2 separate regions of the Danio rerio genome follow, and region 1 is linked to region 2. A link is a contact called in public HiChIP or PLAC-seq data. All regions are on one chromosome and are shown on one strand. Each heading gives the region's core, a stretch centred on a gene start, on an enhancer-like site or on the middle of the called end of the contact. The rest is flanking DNA. Distances are from core to core; before and after follow the strand shown. Region 1 holds the start of cwf19l1 (CWF19 like cell cycle control factor 1). Region 2 holds the start of ascl1a (achaete-scute family bHLH transcription factor 1a).

What was found. HiChIP or PLAC-seq counts read pairs in DNA pulled down with a chosen protein or histone mark.
Region 1: an H3K4me3 HiChIP or PLAC-seq map of embryo shows a contact between it and region 2, with 2.8 times the contacts expected there. The contact joins the promoter of cwf19l1 here to the promoter of ascl1a in region 2. A contact is called at or near these places in 1 of 18 Hi-C or Micro-C datasets (embryo) and 1 of 4 datasets of contacts at active chromatin or transcription factors (embryo).

Annotation. Positions count from the first base shown.
Region 1 is chr4:18,231,067-18,235,606 of GRCz12tu, reverse strand. cwf19l1 (CWF19 like cell cycle control factor 1) reads right to left here and starts at 3,267. Exons shown (of 14, transcript NM_001044758.1): 1 at 3,136-3,267; 2 at 2,892-2,976; 3 at 2,722-2,806; 4 at 2,522-2,623; 5 at 1,227-1,441; 6 at 1,026-1,141; 7 at 857-941; 8 at 482-631; 9 at 2-122. The coding sequence starts at 3,158. klhl42 (kelch-like family, member 42) reads left to right here and starts at 3,806. Exons shown (of 3, transcript NM_001045136.2): 1 at 3,806-4,540. The coding sequence starts at 4,171.
Region 2 is chr4:18,003,848-18,008,684 of GRCz12tu, reverse strand. It overlaps ascl1a (achaete-scute family bHLH transcription factor 1a), which reads right to left and starts at 2,931. Exons shown (of 2, transcript NM_131219.1): 1 at 2,205-2,931; 2 at 1,271-2,098. The coding sequence starts at 2,808. The coding sequence ends at 2,218.

The DNA.
Region 1 (4,540 bases), core at 2,018-4,517, 230 kb before region 2:
CGTGGTCTTCGAGGCTGTTTGTGCTGATTTGGCCGGTCTCCATCTGACTGTCTCTTCCTGCCATGTTGTCGTTGTGGATTCTTCTGACCCAGATCAAAGAAGAACTGTGATGCTGGTTCTTCCTGATCAAAGAGAGGGGGAAATCAATATTTATCAACATAAGGTTCAATCCAATCATAGAGTTCAACAACATAATTCATAAATGTGCCAAACACCTTTGATGTCAAGGAATTCTATGAAAAATAAAAATTCTTAACCGTCTCCATAATAACACAATAGTATTTGCGTTGATAACAATGAATGATTCTTAAATCCAAATCAATATATTACTGATTTCTGATGGATCATTCAGCTTTGCCATCACATAAATAAATTGCATTAATCTTTATCAAATAAAATGAAAACTATTTTTTTAAATATCATAAACCTCAGGCTTTTACAGATGTGCTGGCAAGAAAAAAAAAACACAGTCAACACGCACCTGTGCATCTGTCATTGAAGCAGACTGTCTTTCTTTCTTCCCATCTTTCATGAGCTTCCTGTAAGGATTTTCTGTGACATCCTGAGGTTGTTTGACTAACTCTGTGGAATCCATGTTTTTCATCGGGATAATGTTGAATGCATACAAATACTGTAAGAAAAAAGTGAACAGTTAACCCACAAATTAACCTCATTTTTTAATAAAAAAACAATTGTAAAGGAAGGAACATTTAAATTTCCCATTTATAATTTTCATGTTAAAGCTTACATTATTCAATAAAATAGATGTAACAGTAAAACGGCATTGACTTTAAGCCAAAATTAAGATGATAACAATACATATGTTCAAATACTATATAAAAGATATAACCCCCACCTTCTTCTTGGCAGGATTGTTAACAGTTGCCAGTGCAATGAATCTACTGACATGCTGAGTATTTTCTTGAAGGACCACATGATTCCTGTGAATTTAGAACACATTTTGTGAGACAAACAACATCTGACAAGAGTAAAAAAAAAAACATCCTGATGCTTTAACACCATACCTGTAGGGCAGCCGCTCATAATGTACTCCTTCCAGACCCGCAAAATGGTAGCGAGGTTTTAGCTTGTCAGCGAGATCTGCGATAGATGAAACTCCACAAAACTTCATATCTGTTTCCTACAAATAAAACAACTTTGTTAGCACTATAAAATATCTATGAAATATACCAAACTGTTTTAAACAAGCAAATCAAAGCACTGACTGGGCTGTTTCCATATTGACACACGCCTCGAGGCCACTGTGAGGTCAGGAGAATGTCAACTCCCCGAAATTTAGAGTTGGACAGAAGTGGTGCCACCAGGGCAGTGATGTCTTTAGGGGTAAAACAGTGTGACGGAGCCGGTTCCTGATGAGCTTCTCTGCCACTGACATAAGCGATCTGAAGACCTGATGCCCCTGTGAAAATGCCCCTTCGACCTGGAAAATAAATTAATAGAAACAGTATGTGTTTAAAATTATATTTATTAATATTATTGCAGATTTTCACTTAAACTGATTTTCACTTATTGATAAACAAATATACATTTATTAAAATAGTTCTATCTTTTTAAATTAATTTTGCTTGGACATCCTAGAACATAAGCCTTGAATAAATCAAAATTACTCAAAATATTATTATTAATAATAAAATAATTAATTATTACTTCTGGTAATTACTTTAATTAAATCAAACATATATTATTTTCCATTCATATGTCATTTAATAGGATAGTACAGACAAAAATGAAATCTCTGACACGGTTTACTCAACCTTCACTTGTTTATAACCTATTTACAGTTATTTTGAAAAATGCTGGTTGCTGGTACCCATTGACGTCTGTAGAATTTTTCTTCCTACTATGGAAGTCTATGGGTGACAGAAACCAGCATTCTTATAAACATCTTATTTTGTGTTCAATAAAAGAAAAAAATATAAAGGTTTAAAACTACACAAGTAAGTGGTGAGGTCATTTTCATTTTTGGGTGAACTAACCCTTTACATATAACATATACCACAACCACAGGGTATTGGGGAAAAATACAAATATCAATTTTATATATAATCTGGAATTATTTATTTAATTATTTGTTTATTATAATGCCATATCAGCAACATTGGTTATATTCATGGCAAAACCTTTACAAATTATACAACAAAATAACATAAAATCATATCAGTTTCTAAACAAACATTCACTGTAAAAAAACAACATCATACAAATATTTTTCCTTTTTTATGATTTGTATTTAATATTTTTCTATAACATAAAATTGTGTGTACTAGTTTTTGGACTGTTATCGTAAGTTATTTTGTTAGATAAGCTCCAGATTTGGCTTCAGTACTGACTAATCTAATGTAAATGCACAAATACAATATTGCTTCCTAATAATATGAAATATAAAAATATAGAAAATATGAATTAAAAAATATATATATTTGTGAGGGGTGTACTTATATATGCCGAGCACAGCAAATAGACACAGACAGAAAGATATGGGGTTATAGATTCATCTTACCCAAACACGTAATATTTTCTGCCAACTCACAGCCATCAGAGCTTGGAAAATACTTGACAGTCTCTTGACTGGCTGCACCGAGAATACAAGTATGGATGGGCGCTGGGGATTTAAACACATCCCTGATCAACATCACTGACATTCACTTCCTGTGATTACAGATATACTGCACAATTTAAACATGTTTAAAGTGACCTTACCCTTTTTTGCCCCAGATTTGTATGTTGCCCATTCTGCTTCAGCTTCAGGGGAGCTTCCAAAAAAGTCACCAACACACAGCAGCAACTGAAAAACAAATCTCAGTAAACACAAACTATCTCTCTTTTCAAGTTCGTCTCTTTAAAATAAGACTCTACACGTGTAAACTCACATCAAATTGCCCGCTCTTTTTCTGGATGGCGTTCACCCGGTTGAACAAGGCATTTATTCTTCCTTCAACGTCACCACACGCCAGTCTGAGGGGGAAATAAACATTTAATCAGCGTGGAGGCAAAAAGGCACGTGAGTTTATTACTTAGGGATCTCCATCTATTTTGTTAAAGACGACTCTAAATAGCACATGTATTACATGCAGCATTCTCATAAGCCGCTTTTCAGCCCAAGTTAACACTTACACTCTTAAAGGCTTGTCTCCCATACCGAACAATACTTAAATGTTTGTTACATATGCTTAAAATTGTTGTCGCTTGTGTCTGAGCATTGGCGTTGAATTTTGTGCGTCGACAAAATAAACCCTGACAGAACGTAGAGCTAATAATGTTGTCCGGCCATTTACGAAGTATACATATTAAAGCGAAAGTTGTTTTTGGTGCTATAGATCATTAATTAAATTAGAGTGAATGTTAAAGTGTGAAACATAGGCTTTTAAAACACGGCAGTATGCATCACAAGCCTATAACGTTAAGCGCATCACGTTTCTATACGGAAGAAATAAATGTGTGACACGTTCTCTGAACGCTTCGCATCAAGCAATGATTTCTTTAGCAATTCATAGTTGTTATTCCGTAAAATTAATACATATTTCGAAGCACAATATGCCACAACATATGACAAAAGTAATTAAGAAAGTAAATCAATTTAATAAAACGTAAAAAACTAAACACATAAACATAATTGTTAATAATGACAAAATAGTAGCAGCAGTAATAGGTGTTAATGTAAAAATAATGTAATGTAAAAATAAAATGACAACAATTATTATTTTATAACGCAAAACCGTGGCTAACAAGACGTGTACGGCGTGACGTAACACTACTTACAAAACCAAAACAGGAACTGATTTACATTTGAAAACACGAAGTGCAAACTGTACAGAACAAAAATAAACTGCTATATTATGATACCACGACATTAATACCATAGGACCTGAGTTTTAAAAAATGTAATGGATCGATCAAGAATGCACATCAGCTGACTGCATAATCTGCCAAATGAAGAACATCTACACAAGCAGACGAGTTCATGAAGCATTATTATATATCATATGCAGGTCGTCCGTCTGCAATGCAGAACTTGTTTGCAAATGAAGCGGATGTTTATGGAATACATGCATGCAGATGAACTGACTCCGAATCGATGCGCTCAACATTTCCATATATAGGCTTTGGGACAGGAGCGCCTTCACGACCGCTGATCCCAGAACAGCAGCCATGACCTCCCCCGAGCAGATAATAGAGATCGTGATGGATGACAAGACGTACAATGTGAGTAAAAGCAAACTAATCGAGAAGAGCGATTACTTCCGCGCGCTCTACAGCTCCGGGATGCGCGAGTCCGCGGAGGATTCGGTGCGGCTGCGGGGACTGAGCGCGCCCGGGCTCGAGCTAGTGCTGGAGTTCATCAACACCTCCAAAGTTCAGGTGGACAACGAGACTCTGGAGGACCTGATCGAAACAGCATCCTTCCTGCAAGTCACGTCCATCCTAAAGCTGCTTCTGTCTGAAATCAAGCAGGAGAACTGCGTGGAGCTCTTCAAGCTCTCTGAGGTCTATGGGATGCACGAGCTGAGAAGGGCTTGCC
Region 2 (4,837 bases), core at 1,682-4,181:
ATTATAACTAAAATAACGAAACCAACAAATAAACAAACTCAATATTGCTTAAAGTGGTGTCAGAACACAATGTAAACAGAGAATTCTTTTAATGTCCATTAATCTGTGTTTTGGGGCAAAATGGTATCCTTTTGTATGTAGCTGATTCACTGCAAGTAGATACCAAAGTTCCACTATAGTTAAAAACAAATAACCATGACAAATTCGAGGTTATCACGGTTACACTACTGAAAGAATGTCCAGTTTTATTTGTTGTAAAACTATTGTCAATGGTTTAAAGGTGGCATGGGTGTGTTATTATTCAAACCATCAATTCATCTAGCCCTGACCGGTCACAAACCGTGGTTTTCCGTCTGAGACGAGTGTAAAATTGTGGCTAATTGATAAGTTTGGGAAGGCCTGCTTCGTCTTACCCTGAACAATGCAGGCGGTACATTCGTCTGAGAGATGTTTTTTTTTCTTCAACACCTGCCTGTTGTGGACAGCACTCGCTTCCAGACGCCGTGTGTTTTTAAAGGGCCAGTTGTTGAGTGTGTGTCGCGGGCTGCTGTCAGAAAGGCACACGCGCCTTCAGCCGACTCCACTCGAGCGCCACACACGCGCACAGTGCCTTTCAATTCATTACAGAAGGCACGCGCCCACCCCGCGCGCGCACACACATGCACACTTTACCTGTCAAACTCCACGACTGTTAATTTAAACTCCACGACTTGGACTTATTTATGTGCAATCGTAACAAACGTGCATTTAAAGTTTGTATTTGGATCAGTGACATCATGATATTTGCTTGTTTCGTTTGTTTTCAACAGATCAGATACAAAAATACTTTTTCTATGTTTGCAATTTCTGAATTTAAAGGTAGGCTATTTAGATATTTTTTAACGTTAGAAACGTCAAAATTGTGTGATTGTTCAGAGATTCCACCACTTATTGCACAAATAAATAAACAAATAAATAACGTTTTTCCCACAAAACGTGTATGGAATGAGCATACAATTTGCTTATTTTCCAAAAGTGCTGTCTCCAAATTGGCATTCATTAAGAGCGCAGTCTTTGAAACGGTCCAGCATGCTGGTCACGTCTCCCCTGCCTGACAACAGGCAGACTGCCGAGGGTTAGCAGGATGGCTTATCACTTTTGTTGTCTATATAAAAAGAAAATGTGTAATGAACAAAAATCTTTGACACATGACTGTGTTCTACCACCATAAAGCAAAATAATTGACTGCAACACGTAAAGCAAAAACCAAGAAAGCATATTTCTTTTTAGAAACGTTTTATTATGAGACTAAACTGTAGAAAATATGGAGATAAGGCATATTCTTATTTTCTGAGGGAGGCAAAACCCAGCATTGTAAAGGCAAAGTGGAACAGGCAGTGTGGAGACACAAAACACCTCCGTTTGGACAATAGCTGCATAACCTTTGATCACTCTGAGTCACATTACAATTGCAATTATTATTCCTATTAAATAAGACACGTTGGTGCTGAAATTTAAACTCTTGAGCATTACACTCCTCTAAAAGCTCCACAACCGTAAAGGGAATTGCCAGCTGCGATGCATTTGAGACTATAAGTCTGAATAAGCAAGAGGTAATGAGCAATTTACGGCAGGCTATAGGTCAAAATATACATATTAAAATGAATGTGTACAAAAACATCTATAAATCTCTCACATACAAAAATAGCTTAATATATTTCCAAAAACAACATGTTTTATACAAATAGAACTTCATATAATAAAATTCGCCAAGTTGGAAGCATATCAGAGTTTTGAGAGAGGGGTCTATCAGGGCAAACCTTCTTTGATTACATTAGCATAGGTAAAGAACAACGTTTGCTTGTTGTTGTTTTTGTATGCATGCCACGGTGTCGTGGAAAGTCTTTTTAAAATAGATTTCTTGGGCGAGTGCGCTGGAAGGACTGGATTCCCGCTCTTCCCTCTTAGTCCCTTGGCTCTTTGACACTCGGGACCCGTGGTTTGCCGGTTTGTATGGGCCATCTCTGGGTGTGCATCCGAACCGGACTGCAGCGCAAACGCAGTGCTTTGTGTTCTTGGAGGACATCCTCCCAAGCGAGTGCTGATATTTTTAAGTTTCCTAAAAAAAGAGAACAAATCTTGGTGAGCATCATGCATGAACAACCAAGTCGTATAAACACACTATAGCCAAGTAATAACAAAGATTTTGACTCATAAATACGAACCTTTTACGAACGCTCAAAACCAGTTGGTGAAGTCCAGGAGCTCTTGTTCTTCTGGACTCAGAGGGTCGTATGAGCCCTCATCCGATGAGTATGAGGATACAGGCGAACCGGCCATAGAGTTCATGTCATTAGAGTAGTTTTGGGAGATGGTGGGTGACAGGACGCCCGACTGGAATGCCGCGCTTACAGCGTCATGCTCGTCCAGAAGCTGCTGCAGCGCGCGGATGTACTCCACAGCCGAGCGCAGCGTCTCCACTTTGCTCATCTTCTTGTTGGCCGCTCCATTGGGAACGTGTTCGCGGAGGGTTGCAAAGCCGTTGTTCACAAGCTTCACCCGGTTGCGTTCTCTCTCGTTCCGTCTGGCCACCGCATGCGGCTGCTGCTGGGGTAAGCTGTAGCCGAAACCGGCGAAATTGAGTCTTCTTTTGCACCGGAGCAGCTCCGGGGAGGATGAGCGCTGCCTCTTTGCCTGCTTTGACGCGGACTTGTTGCTGCACTGGCTGTCTGTCGGGCTGAGTTGGATGCTCTGAGAGGCGAAAAAGCAAGCAGGTGGCATGAACTGCTGCTGGTTTACGCTTATTTCCATCTTGGCGGTGATGTCCATTTCGCGGAGTCAAAAAAAGGAGTGAGTCAAAGCACTAAAGTTTTCTTTGGACTGCCCAGTGGCCGTGCGTCTTGCTCGTGGCGTTCACGTGTGGCTTCAATGGGCAGGGGTGCTCCGGACTCTCGACCTGTTCTGAGTTGGGAGATGGAAACAGCGCGGCCTTTTCAATACGCCGGCGGCCCGCCGCGCGTTACCCCTGACCACGCCCCCTGAGATACGCTTGCGTTGCGTACGCCGGGCGCGTGCCGCTCCTGCCACTGAGTAAACAACTTCTCGTAAAGAATGACTAGAGGTGTTTTTCGGTTATGACAAGTGTTCCTCGGAGAACAAACACACGCACACACAATGAGCTGCAATGAAGGCATCCCATGCCCTTGCAAAATATACAAGAGCACATTTTAATTTTACTTTAGGACGCATTCATAAATGAGCCATCTGAAGATTGATCATTTTAATACATAGAAAACATTTGAGTGAAAATATAAGAACGGTGCATGTCTAGGAGTCCATTGACTGATCTAATGGATTGATTTGAATAGATCTAAATTGGATTTTATTTTTTTTATTTTTATTTTTTTATAATTTGACTATATGTATTTTTTGTTTATAGAGAACAGAAAAAACAATGTAGTTTTCACAATTAAATGTGCTGTTCAAAAACTTACCAGAAAGAAAAAAAAAACAAAGTAAAATAATTATAAACAAATATACCTAAAGGTGTTTCCCCAGATTACACTTGTTATTGACAATAGAATCGCCCATTTAACTATTTAAAATGTCGATCACTTACTTATAAAACAAATCAGAAGTTATGCAAATAAAACAAACAATGCGTAATTGATGTTGTGAATAAGACCCATTACTCCCTTCGAAATTATTCAGATGTGACTAAAAAGCAAACAAAGCACTTTTATGGCCTGAAAGTTATGAATTCACACTTGTCACCAAGTGTCTGGCCGCTGTTGTTAACGCATTACAGCCTTATAACTCTGCTCCACATAGAGAATCTTTGTCCGGGCGAGATGATTTTGGCCAGTCATTATTAGAAATCATCACAGCAGGACAGGCGGAACGGATGGGTTATTTTGTGGACGCGCATTGAGTAAAGCTCCTGACACCTTATTCACTCTATTTACTTACAGTATATCCCTCGATTAATTTCGTCTCTTTCACAGAGCACGATAATAGCACATTGCTTTCACTCAACTTTGTTTTGAATGACTTTGCCTGCGCCCGTTTTGTGTGTGCGCGCGATGCATGTGGAGTGGAGAGGGAGGGAGGGGGCAATAAATTGTGTAATTTCTCTTCGTTGGCTGAGGCATTCAAGATCAGGCCAGCATTCAAGCACCCAGCCCCCTCCAACTTTCCTTTCTCTCCCTCTCTCTTTTTTTCTCCTTCTCCTTTTTTAGCGCAGCAAGGGCGTTTAGAAAAGAAGCGTGGGTTCTATTCACTCCGGCTGGGACTCTCTGAAACATATCCACCATGCTCTGTCAGTGCATTTGCAGAGTCCAATTAGCGTTTTGTAAGCCCCTCTTTCTTTCATGATACTCTAGGCTCCGGGAAGGTTCCAGTCATTCCCGGGTGTAATAATTAATATGACATCTGGGCGTCTGAACTGCTATTGAAACACCTCTGCGCTGTCTTACAACTCGGAGAGCTGCAGCAAAATAATAAAAACAAAACGACCGAGAACAAAGCCGTTTGTTTTCACTCATAAGCCCGGGTTTGATATGCAGGATTATATTTCAATTTGTTAGCTGTTAAAACTACATTGCAAACTTGTTTTTGTTGTTGTTGTAGCTCGATCGATTCAATGACTATTCATTGGTGCGCTTTTGGAGCAGGTGCGCGGCGTTTACGCGCTGCTATTTCTGAATGATATTGGATGAGTGTGGGCTAATGAAGATGAGGCGGTCATATTCGCGAAAAAAGCGAACACCAACGATTCTTCGTTTACTGCGTGCATTTTTTTTGCAACCACACGCACGAGCGTAAAAGTAAAGGAAAGGGTTAAGCGCGCAATTCACTA